Regions from separate parts of the Mus musculus genome. Here region 1 is linked to region 2. Evidence: chromatin contacts called from public Hi-C data. All regions are on one chromosome and are shown on one strand. The core of a region is the stretch at or near the end of the contact, and the rest is flanking DNA. Distances in the headings are between cores, read along the strand shown.

Evidence for each region. A called contact is a pair of places that touch in the nucleus more often than the background predicts.
Region 1: a Hi-C map of liver shows a contact between it and region 2, with 3 times the contacts expected there. The contact joins the enhancer-like site here to the promoter of Zfp422 in region 2. A contact is called at or near these places in 8 of 39 promoter capture datasets (the 3T3-L1 cell line, 3T3-L1-derived adipocytes, embryonic stem cells and 3 more), 3 of 484 Hi-C or Micro-C datasets (cerebral cortex, liver and uterus) and 3 of 115 datasets of contacts at active chromatin or transcription factors (embryonic forebrain, forebrain and hepatocytes).

The regions. Positions count from the first base shown.
Region 1 is chr6:117,648,295-117,654,558 of GRCm38.p6, reverse strand. No RefSeq gene overlaps it. Among named protein-coding and RNA genes, the nearest start is that of Gm9946, 92 kb to the right of the region's middle. Within about 2 kb of position 1,443, at least 56 of the 459 cell types and tissues checked have an H3K27ac peak or open chromatin away from gene starts, as enhancers often do. A contact at or near this core is called in 3T3-L1-derived adipocytes, hepatocytes, liver and 1 more, where this site is marked.
Region 2 is chr6:116,625,826-116,631,968 of GRCm38.p6, reverse strand. Zfp422 (zinc finger protein 422) reads left to right here and starts at 2,970. Exons shown (of 2, transcript NM_026057.3): 1 at 2,970-3,038; 2 at 4,836-6,143. The coding sequence starts at 4,933. The coding sequence ends at 5,646.

The DNA of each region.
Region 1 (6,264 bases), core at 194-2,693, 1.0 Mb before region 2:
CTGCAGAGGAATGACTTACTGGTATTTATTTCCTAGTTGTTTCAATGATCCTAAGTGGGTCTAAAGACCATTGTATTCCTGTTAGCTTTTACTTTTTTTTGCTGTCAAATTTAAATGGTTCAGAGTTTGCTAAAAGCAAGATAACAAAGCTTAGAGGAGGTTGTAAAAAAAAGCAACTGAGTCATAAACATAGGCAAAAGCTTGCACATAAAGTTAAACGCGACATGCCAGGCTAGCAGAATGAGGAGAACTTCTGGCAGAAGTGTGACTTTCCATTGTAAAGACTGGGGTTATTAAGTCCGCGTGTGATTTTTGGCATCTTTTCACTCTTCTGGAGGATATTTTTAATAGCTTTGTTTCCTTCTGACTACCCTAATATGACTTCACAACGCTATTTGGGGAAATTAAGGGTCCTAAAGCGGGACACTGAACACACAGTCGCAGACTATTCTAACAGCGTCACCAGTGCGCATGCGAAGCTGTTCCTGGCGTGCCGTCGCCATACGTACGAGCTGTGGCATTTTCTGAGGGAGTGACAGGGGAAAGTCAGGCCCTGGATAATATTACATACCACATGACCCTGTGTATTTTCTTTCTGTAATTTTATTTGCTACCTGTCTTTCATTATAAAATGTTTTAGCAAAGATTGGAAAGAATTTAGGAGATTAGGAAGGCGTATCTGGTAAAGCCTTCAAGTAGGTCTGCTGCAGCACAGATTGTTGTTTTTGTGGTTTATTTAAAAGGTTGGGTGTAGCATTATGCTCTAAATATGGTTTTCTCAGACTGTGGAAGAATTAAGGTTAACATGGGGGATTGAAAATTCACTTCATTCAAAAAAAGTTGACTGTACTCACTTGCTTTCAATGAAAATGAAGTCAAATGAATCACACACACACACACACACACACACACACACACACACACACACAAATATTTCTAAATATCAAGGTAGTTGGTCTTTGGAATGCAAATGCGTACTTTTAGGATTGGATTGAATTGCCTTAGTCATGCTTAGAATAGAGTCAACATTCCCTTGTGGATCTAGAGACCCACAGGGAAGTAATTTTATATACTTTTTATTTATTTGTTCCTTCGTTAATTTTCTCACGTATTTATTGAGGTACTGGGACCCAGCATCTCTAGCACGCTAGGTGCACCCCACCACTTGGTCAGTATTGCTCAACTGCAAGTTGTGAAGGTTGAAGTTGCTTGTGTTCCTTTTTGAAAAAGACATTTTAATTTGCTTGGGTTTGTCACAGCTGGCTCGCCCCTTATCAAAAACAATCCCGTAGAACATTGTTCTGTGGCTGCTTTTCCTGCCCCCAAATGCCGACTTCAATTATTGGGCAACTCTATTCCATCCTGCCAAGTTAGGACAAGGCAGTGCCTGGGGAGAGCGAAAGCAGTGTCCTGGACTTCGCCTGGGACGGGATCCAGGAGGCTTATGGGAAGAAGTTTGTTTGGAAATGGACCTCATGGCCCACTGTGATTTCATAACTCCGAGGGCCAAGCCCCATGTGGTTCAAGCCCTGAGTGAGCTGCGGTCAAACGAACACAGTCAGCTACTAACAGTTATTTCAAACAGAAAGTGGAAACTGTCCTTTAATGTCCCTCTTTGTCCTTGACTGCTCTGAGGTTGGTTCTCTGTGTTGAACCCTTTTTAGCCCCGCTCTACTCTATTTCCCCAACCCAAAGGAGCCTCCTTCGGGTCCAGAGTCGTAGTGGTTTATCCCAGCTTCTAAACAGTGTTACGGGGCTGTGGAGATGGACCAGTGCTTAAGAGCGCACACTGCGTTTACTGAGGACCTCGGTTCAGTTCTCAGCAGGTCACAGCGTGACTCCAGCTCCAGGGATTGAACCCGCTTCTGGCCTATGTGCTTTTACACGTACATACACACACATACATCACACACAGACACACACACACACACACACAGACACACACACACAGACACACAGACACACACACACACACACAGAGAGAGAGAGAGAGAGAGAGAGAGAATCAAAAATAAAATAAATCTTAAAGAAAGAGAGAGAAATTCTTAGCTTGCAGGCCTATAATTCTAGCATTGGGGAGGGTAGGCTAGGCTACACAAAGCTCTGTTTCACTCCCTCCACCCGCCAAATGAACAGAACAAAATGAAACTCTAGGCTAGGGGGCTAAGCCTGCACTGGAGGAAGCAGAGCTGTTCCTGAACAGGTAGAAGGAAGGGCTGGGCTGGTGTTTAGCAGTCTTTCCCACATGCTGGTTTGGATGACTCTCAAGACCTCTCTATTTCCCCTTAGGTGGAGCTTGCTATAATCACAGAGAGCCCTTTCCAGCCTGCCCAGAGGAGGCTGGGCTCTCCCTTCCCAGAGGTTTCCTAATGGGAGCCAGCAAGCAGTGGTGTTTTTAAGAGTACTCACTCGCCACCTCCTGCCACTCCCGTGTTTCCTTTACCCATCAGATTCTTTTCAGTGCTATTTGCAGATGAAGGTTCTAGATAACGTAGAAGGAATTCCCCAGTTGCACTTGAATAGCTGTGGGCAGTGTGTAGTTGCTCAGGGAGCTCACTGACTTTGCAAGGAGGAAAGAAGACAAAGGCACAGCCAGTTTTCCTGTGGATAAATCAAAACAAGGACAGTTTGAGAGCCAAGGAGGGAGAAACATCATTTCAACCTCTGGCTCCTTTGTCCTCCTTGGCTCTCTGGCATTGGCTTCATAGTGCAGTTAGGGCTGAGACACAGGAGGTATGGAGACTCCTGTCATGTTGTTGTTCCCTTCAACCAGGGGAAAGGCTGGCTCCAGCCAGTGGAAGAACAGATGCACTCTGCTGAGAAATTCATACGTTTGTTTTAACCCTTCCGTTAAAGATGTGTGAGAGATGTTCACAGCTCATGGTGGGCAGCTCCAGCATGCTGCCTTCCCAAGTGGATCGGACGGGATTGGCATTTTGTACTGGACCCTTCCCCAGGGTTTATGTCACTTACTGTCACTTACTGCTGTCCTGCCAGGTGACTCATCCTACCACCCGTGCTTCTTGGATGAACAATCAGGTACAGAGTAAGATTTTGTCCAGAGTGACATGGTTGGGAGTCGGGACTCAAACCCAGGAGTCTAGACTTCCCGCCCTCAGCTCTATCACTGTATGACCAGGGTTGATCCCATACTGAGCTACATGAAGGTGCACTGGTCACTGACACCATTGTTAAGTGTATTTATGTCACCATGGCCTTGTAATTAAGAGACTGATTTGGTACCATCAAATGTGTCTCCTTGGTCCTCTTTGGCTTTGATGTGTTCATTGTAATTCCAATAAAAATCTGGTGGCTCTGGGGCCTCACCATGAGGCTTGAGGGTTTTAGGTTCTGTGTGTCTGTTTTACTGTTGTGAACAGTATGGGGGTACGGGGGAATAGGGGAGGTGGACCCAGGCCACAGATGAGCCTTTCTCTAAGGTGGTTGGGTGTGTTTTCTTGTAAACTACACCTGCAAAATAGTAAGATTGAATAATCTAAAAATTCACAATAATACAGCTTTACAATCTCACCAGTAATATTCTTGCCACAAGAGAATTATGTTGATTTGATAAAATGAGATAAATATGACCCATGCTTGGTCTTTTGTTTTCTTTTGTCCTTTTCTTTCTTTCTTTTTTTCTTTGTTTGCCTAAAGAAAAACCCCAAACAACAACAAAATCAACAAACAGCCAGAATCAGTACATCTGGCTCAGCATACATAGTTCAGAAGCTGATAGAGCGAGCGGATACTCAGTAAATGATAGCAGCTGTAAAGGAGAACTCACTCATCTGGCTCACCTCTCATCCCAGGCTAAGCCTGCTTGAGTAATTCCTCACTTGAAAGGAGTTAGAAAGAGTTCTGACTAATACACACCACAATAAACCATAAAACCCAAGGACTTTAGTAAAAGCCCGACTTTCCCACATGTCTTCACATAATAAATGCTCCCAAGTCAGTGAGAGCTCGAGCAAGAGCAAGAGCAAGAGGGAGAGCGCAAGAGACAGAGAGCAGACCCCTGCCCCTCCTAGAGCTCCCAAGACTTTCCCCAGCTTGGATGCCTGGGGCCTCTGAACTGCTAGATGTCTGACTACTGACCATCCCTTTCCAGCTCTGGTCTTTAACCAGAACCTGGGAGCTCAGCCACAGCCCAACCTTGGTCCTACTGAGAAAAGCTGTACCTTTTTTAAACCCCAAATTAAGGTCTTTTAGTTTTTCCTTAGTTTTCTTCTGCAGGACATAATCATCAGCAATAAAACACGCTTTTACGTTGTCCCCAGCTAGACACCAGCCAACAGTTCTTACCTAGGAGAGACCAGGGGACTCCTGTAAGGATCAGCACATCAAAAGTAGATTCTCTCGTTATTAAAGAGTATTTCAAGTACAAATCAAGGGCCTGTTTCATACGTGTCATCAGATTGTTGCAGATAGACCAGACCCACTGGTCATATTTTTTTCTTGTGTTCTCCTAAGAATGAGAGCTTTCAGCTAATTATGTGAGGCTGATTTTTCCTCATTCTTCTAAGCAAAAGGGAGGGAATAAAATAAGGAAAGGAAAAGGAGAGAAGGAGGAAGAAATAGGAAGCAGGAGGGAGGAGGAGGGGAAGGAAGACAGATGGTGGTGGTTTGTGGGAAATTCCAATGATGGCATCTCCATCTTTGGCAGTAGGGTGGACTAACTATCTGAATAAATTACACCAAGATACAATACCTAAATATGTGGAATCTTCCATGCACCGTGGTGCACATTATAACCCCAGCACTTGGAGGATGACTCCCAAGTTCAAGGCCAGGTATACATAGTGAATTCTGCACAGCTACATAGATTCTGTCTTAAAACCTACTCAAAAATGAATAAATGCAAAATTCTGTATAAAACACATTAAGAATATTTTAAATGTATTGTCAGTGACACACGGAAGCAGAGCATGTCCTCAGAGGATACATCGTGAGTCTGGTCACATCAGGAGAAGCAAGCAGGCTGTATCCACTGCTTGACCTGGAATAGGTGAGGACTGGCACTCAGCATCCTTCCTCAAGTGCAGGACCTACACTTTGGATTTTTATGGACTTCACAGTAGGCTGTAGAAAGATCTTAGGGTCTCGTTAGAAAGCACCAGATAAAGCTGGGATTTGGAAAGAGGAACTTCAGAAAGAGCCTAGAAGATGCCCAAGGCCCACAGCAGCATTCCTCAATTGACCCTTGGATGGAAGTGTCCTGTGTTTGCTGTTGTGGGTGTTGCTCACTTGCAAAGTGCTCAGCGGCTAGTGGAACTAAGCTTGCAATAGCAGTTAACTTAAATTTAACTTTGCATTGGTGCCAATGAGACAAGGCCAGACGGTCACCCAGTTTCCCAGCTTTCCTGGTACAGTCACAGCCTATGCTGACATTTTGAAAGCCCTGGGGACCACAGAGTAGAACATGCTTACTGTTGGGCTTCTGCAAAAAAAATCCCTCCTGATTTGGTCTTGCTTTTGAGTTTAGGGAAGAAAACCACAAATCATTCCTTAGGTTCAGCATGCAGTAAGACAGAAAGGGCTTTAAACAGCACAGCTATAACCCAGGAGAAACTAGGAGACCGTAACAAACTAAACTGAGATTCAGAAGATGGCCAAGACAATAAACATGATGAAGAACCTTACAGCAACAAATCTGAAATCAAGTGAACAGGAGAGAAAAAAACCCCAAGACCACATCAACCCATGTTTATGAAAAAACACAAATCCTTTGTTAAAAAGAAAAATCTAGCCTTAAGGAACACAGTTAATTTCATTAGCCAGTTTGATTGGTTGCTGAAGGAATTGAGAATTCTGATTTTATAAAAGGTCTTTAAGAGGTTCTTAAGATGAGAAAACAAATTAAGATGTATATCCAAAGCAACTCAAAATAGATTAAAATCCATATTTGAGACCTCAAGGAATAAAATAGCTGAAAGAAAAATTTTGGAAGATATATTTTTTTTTCCTGGAAAAATCTCAGGCACCAAAAAGCAAAGATGGGCAAATGGTCAGATGAAGAGCTGTCTGCCCAGCAAAGGAATAGTCGGCAGAGCAGAGAGGTGCGGTGCTCCTTTAGAACCCAGCCAGAGAATAGGAGGCACTGGACATGTTAGCTCATGAAGAAGTGAAGGAAGCCATGCGGTCAAAACCAAGAAAGCAGTCCAACTTTAAAGAGGCACTGATGAAGAAGTTAGTAAATGCCAGTGGGATGCAGAAAAGCACATCAAGTTAACGGGTCTCATTTCCAAATTTCAAGCACATACA
Region 2 (6,143 bases), core at 1,721-4,220:
GAGCTCCGAAAGGACATTTGTCAGGAAGCAAATGCAGTCGCAGGGGCGGGGAGGGGGACGATGACACTGACACTTGAGGCTCTGTGGAGATTGCAGGAAAGGGGCTTTGTTCTGAACACACACTGTGAAGACAGGCCCAGAACAATCTGTGAAAGTGAGGGATGGGGAGCTGGAGAGATCCCTGCCAGGCAGGCAGTTAGGGAAAGGGGTCACAGATAAATAAAAAAGTTGGCAGACTCCCAGCCTCTTTCTCACCTTTCTGACCTGAGACAGAGGCCAGGTGGAACTTTCTTCAGGCAGCAGGAACCTCCCTCTGGCTGACCCGTCCAGGCTGCTTAGATATGTTCAAGGCCAATCCTGAGCATGTTTACCTAGAGCTGCGGGTCTGTCCGCTCCCTGTTCTGTCTAAACTGTCTCCGTTAGAGTTTCTATTGCTGGAATGAAACACCATCACCAAAGCAACTTGGGGAGGAAAGGGTTTATTTCATCTTACACTTCCAGGTAAGAGTCCATTCCTGAAGAAAGCCATGGTAGGAACTCAAGCCGGGCAGAAACCTAGAATCAGGATCTGATGGAGAAGTCAAGAAGAGCTGCTCACTGCCTTCCTCCCCAGGGCTCACTCAGCTTGTGCTCTTAAATACCCCAGAATCACCTGCCTAGGCTGACACCACCTACACTGAGCTGGGCCCACTGACAACAACTGTTAATTGAAAAAAAAAAATGCCCTACAGATATGCCTACAGGAAGAACATAAGGGGATGAAAGGGGTTGTTTCTCAACTGAGAGTTCCTCTTCCCAAATGACTCTAGCTGGGTCAAGGTAGTATAACACCAAACAGGACATTAGCCAGTATGAAATGAGGAGAGTGAGAACTCAACCTGGGGAACCCAAAAGCCCCCCCCCCCATGAGGAAAATGATAGAGAACAGGGCGCTGATAGCCCCACGTGAGGAAAATGGATTTTGGTTTCTGAATCCCCTTTCCACCTTGTGGAGAGTCTTTCTTTCTGTGTGCTTTTCAGTAGCTGTCTCCGGGGCCTGCTTTCTCACTGACTTTAACTGGGGGATGGGTGGGTCCACCACTTCCTTTTCCAATGCTCGTGTGTGTGTGTGTGTGTGTGTGTGTGTGTGTGTATGTGTGTGTGTTGTGGTTGTTGTTGTTCTGTTTTTTTTACCTTTTTGTGTCTTGGATTTTTTTCTCTTTTATTTCTTTAGCTGGTGAGAAAACACCCAGCCAAGACCCCCAGATGGCACCAGAAGGGTTGTTTGTAAGTTTAGAGTAGGGGAGACCATGACAAGAGTGACATTGAGGATTTTGGCTTGAGCAGCTGGAGTGAAGGCACGGTTGTCAATTGCTGGGCGGAGACTATCGAGGGACAGAACGTTTGATGTGCCATGCTCACTGCGCATTCAAACGGGATCCCAAGCAATCGGATCCAGGAGCCTGGAGCTCTGGAGAGTTGCACATGTCAATGGGTCAAGAGAGTTTATGCTGGGACCAAATATAAATGACCGTGGCCCAGAAACAGATTTAGGTTACCTCAAATCCCAGGCCCCAACATGGAAGCAGTTTCATGAAGTTTCATAGTAATAGAATAAAGAAAGTTGCAAAACAAGACACTTTGGAACACACTAGTGGAAGCATGGAGTGGGAGGTTATAGCAGCATGGAGGAACCTCAGCTGCAGGCTTCCGCTATCAGATGACTCTTGGACTTCTGGTTGTAGAAAATCAGTTTTGTTAAATTAGCACATCCCAAAATATTTTTTACCTGTCAGTCACAGGATGTCAGGTCAAAAGTGGGCAAAGTAGTGGTTATTTCCATGGCTAGAGATACCTCAAACTCTGTTATGACTGGGCTCCGGACCTACGACACTCCCAAACCCTCCATAACCACAGAAGCTCACTTATCTGGCCAGCCGCGCAGAAGAGTGCTGCTTCTCTGCAGGAAGTTGCATTTATGGACACCAGGATCAGCCAAGGTCGCCAGTGAGGGGAGTCTGCCTTAATGCGATGAATCTGAAGCCATTAGAACTCCCCTGGGAAGGAAGCATGTGTGCCTTTCCAAACCGAGTTGTTCACTCACAGTGTGAGCGGGAGCAGAATTCCTCTCCAAGCTGGGGTTCCTGCCCAGTACACTGAACGCATTCATTTTCCTCTGATAGGAGTGGCTGATGCAAAGTCACGGCTCTCTCCTCAAAGTCATGAGTTTTATTCAGAGGCCAAACACAAGTGATGATGGCCCAGGGAACACAGATTTAGATTACCCAAACTCCGCCTTTCAACCTGCAACCAAATTCATGAAGGTTTGACAGTAACAGAACAAAGAAAGCCATAAATCAAGATACTTTTAAATTCATTTGTAGAAACATCAGAGAGGTGGGTTAGAGCTCTGTTTAGACATCTCAGCTATAGATGTCATCTAACATAGTATTCTTGGCCTTTTGATTGGAGAATGGGATTTTGTGTTTTATCTGTCAGGATGTTGCACATCCTTCCATAGAAGTGGACAAGGAATGGATGCATCCCAAGATGAATACTAATTATGCTCTGGACCTGCAACATCCCAACCTCTCTTCACCACCGCCGTTTTAATCAATCAGTCAGCCTGTGCGGACAGTGTCCTCCAGAAATTTCACGGGCCTTTTGGTGATATAAGGCGACCCGTGAAAAACATAAGTAACACCTTAGGCTGAAGTTATTTCTCTAGACTAGATACTCAGTACTAAGAATGCAATTTACAAGTTGGAACGGGCTGGTTTGGGGGTGGTGAGCAGAATCTAACAAAGGCCAGTTTCTGTGTAGGTCGACCAGAATAGAAAGAGAGCGGGTAACAGGCCTTAAGGTCCTTGGCTCTGCCTTCTGAGTGGTAAGAGAGGAACACAAAAGGACCACCGGAAGAATCCGCAGGATATGGTGGGGTGGGCCGGGGACCATAGAGGGTCTCTCCGCCTCTTCCTAGAGCGGCCGGCAGCTCCGCGGCTAGCAGCCCGCACTTCCGGCGGGCGAGGCGCGAGGCGGGCACCGTGGCGGCCTGCGCGGTGAGTACGCGGGGCCTGCGGGTCTGCCTGGGCCGGTGTTGGGTCGGGTCGGGCTGCGGCGCTGCACGGAGCCCGGCGGGTGGCCTCGGGCTGGGGTCGGCTTCGGCCTGGGCGCCTCCGCTCGCCGCGGAGGAGAAAGACTCCATTGTACGGGTGGGTAGGCTGCACCGGGCCATTGTGAGCGACTTGGAGGGAAGCGGCGGACTCTTTGTTGCTGCCGTAAATGGGTGAGGGAGCAGGTGCACGCCGGCTAGACGGGTCCCCAGTACTGGAGCTCCATCACCCAGCTTTACCCAGCCTCTCCCCTACTGGGGACCTCGATCAGACAACCGGACTTGGCGGGCGTTAGACGAGGGGGCGATGGACTCCCCAGGTCGGACAGTGAGAAATCAGGCCCGGAGGCGGCTCCGGGGTTGGGATGGGTAAAGGAGCTAAAGGAGCTTCGGGCCTGTGTTTACGAACCCACGAAAGGAGGTTTTAAATCAGCTTTATTTTAAAAATAGGAGCACACATAGGCTACCTGTAAGTATGATTACTTCATCCATAGGTAGATTCCATAATCGATCAGTTTGCAACCAGTTGTGAGTTCCCCGGTATTTAAAGAGATGTGTTTAAAAGTGTATGCTTACCATTATAGCTATTTATTGAGTACCAGGTACCCCACACAGTGTCTCCTGTTTACGTGGTCTGTACATAACCGAGACGGTTATGGGCAGTGATTGCTGTAGATCTGTGTTATGTGCAGTTTGCTCTTTCTGTTGCTGCAATTGTAGCAGATAAAATTATTAAACACCCAGGAAAAGCCCCTGGGCACTCTTACGTTTGGAGGATTATTATACAGCAAAATCAAGACGAAGGAAAAAAAAGGCAGGAAAAGATGTCATTTGTGTTTTTATTTACTTACTTTAAATGCTTGTGTGCAAGGAAACTCAGAAAAATAACTGAGTTGCAAGTAGGTTTTCCAACTAACCTAAGACACTGGAAGTCCAGTGACTGGCTTTGCAGGCCTGAACACCTCCCACACTCTCGCCTATTTGGAGTGTGTGTGTGTGGAAGGGGTTGTTTTGACAGCTTCCAGACAACCTTAAATGTAATGCAATAAACTTATTTTAGAGCTTTTGGTTGTGCTCTCCTTCTTGGCGTGCTATAGTCTAGGAAAGGAAGAATAAAGTGTTTTGGTTTTTTTTTTTTTTTTCCAGATTTTTCTCACCTAGTATTTTCTGAATAAGACTCTTGGGAAACTTGAAATTCTCTTTACCGATTAGCTTCTATTTTCAACTCCGCTTGCTAAGTTATCATCTATAGAAATAACCAAGCAAATAAGAATAGATAGGAATCTATGGAGGTGTAGTATAATCTGTCATTTCTTTTGAATTGGATATCTTACGTAGCAGCTATTAAATGAGAAATTTAGCACAGCCAGTATTGACCTGAGATGCTGTTTAGCAGAGATATTGATCATCTTTTGCAGTTATTTTTGTATCTTCTCTGAGACTTTATCTTGCTTTTGCTTTTTAGTCCTTCAAAATACTCTCTGTGGCTCCTCCCTAACAGGTTTATGTTTTTCTTCGTCTTCTCTTTTGCCTGTCCAAAATCAGAAACGTTGCAAAATGATGATGATGCTGATTAAGCTTAACCTCTGGCATTAGAATCACCTAACGAGCACCTGTCTCTTAAAAGTGCGTCATTGCACTTGTACTAGGTGTGCTTTGGCTACACATGGATGCAGTTTTGATAGATTGAAGAGGTGCTAGTGCTGAACTAATAAATATCTGTATTTTTCTTTTTCTTCTACAGAAGGGAATTCCGAGTTGCGTCACTCTAGGATATGAGACCTTAGTTCAGAAGTTCAGAAGACAGTAGGATCTCTTGCCGACACATTTGCCTACTCACCATGAGGTTAGGAAAGCCCAAAGGGGGTATTTCTCGAAGCGCCAGCCAAGGAAAAGCCTATGAGAGCAAGCGCAAGACAGCCCGCCAGCGACAGAAATGGGGGGTGGCCATTCGCTTCGACTCGGGCTTGAGTCGACGGAGAAGGAACGTGGACGAGAAGCCTTACAAGTGTGCTAAATGCTCCAAGAGTTTCAGTCAGAGCTCCACGCTCTTTCAGCACAAGAAGATCCATACTGGGAAGAAATCCCATAAATGTGCCGATTGTGGGAAAAGTTTCTTTCAGAGTTCTAACCTCATCCAGCACCGGCGGATCCACACGGGGGAAAAGCCCTATAAGTGTGACGAGTGTGGAGAGAGATTCAAGCAGAGCTCCAATCTCATCCAGCACCAGAGGATCCACACCGGCGAGAAGCCCTACTGCTGTGATGAGTGTGGCCGGTGCTTTAGCCAGAGTTCCCACCTCATTCAGCACCAGAGAACCCACACCGGAGAGAAGCCCTACCAGTGTGAGGAGTGTGACAAGTGCTTCAGCCAGAGCTCCCATCTGAGGCAGCACATGAAGGTGCACAAAGAAAAGAAGCCACATAAGAGGGGCAAAAATGCCAGGGTGAAAACTCACCCGGTGTCCTGGAAAAGGGGCAAAGGGAGGAAGGCGGTGGCTGGGATCCGCCAGGTAAAGGGAGCCACTTCCGGCCTTTTTAAAAAGAAGAAGTGAAAGGTAGAGGAGAAAGCCGCTCCGAAGAGTGGATGCTTTACAGTAGAGCACTTAGATACCGCTCCTCCCTAGCATGGAGACTTCAGGAGTTTCATGACAGTGCGCTGAAACTCTGAGTCTAGCTGCCCTCATTTCCTTTAAAAATAAATAAATTTATGTGACATGGAGCAGAAAGAACTGAAACAATAGTTTGGTAAGAATTTAATATTCTTAGCCTCAGTTGAAATCGCTTCCCTCCATTTTGATAAAAAGAATCATGTTTTCATGATCCACTGGCGTGCCAATGATTACTCTTATTTTTCGGAATTTCTGTATACGAAATCATTAAAGAAAGAAGGAATGGGTTTTCAGATTCTAGGATCGACTACATTTTATGTTTTTAATGTTTTGTAGTTTATTAACCATTAGTATCAGCATTGACTCAGTATTTGACATAGTAAAATGCATTCAGATTCATAGATTTTGGTTTTTATTAGTGTATATTGTACGAAGTAATG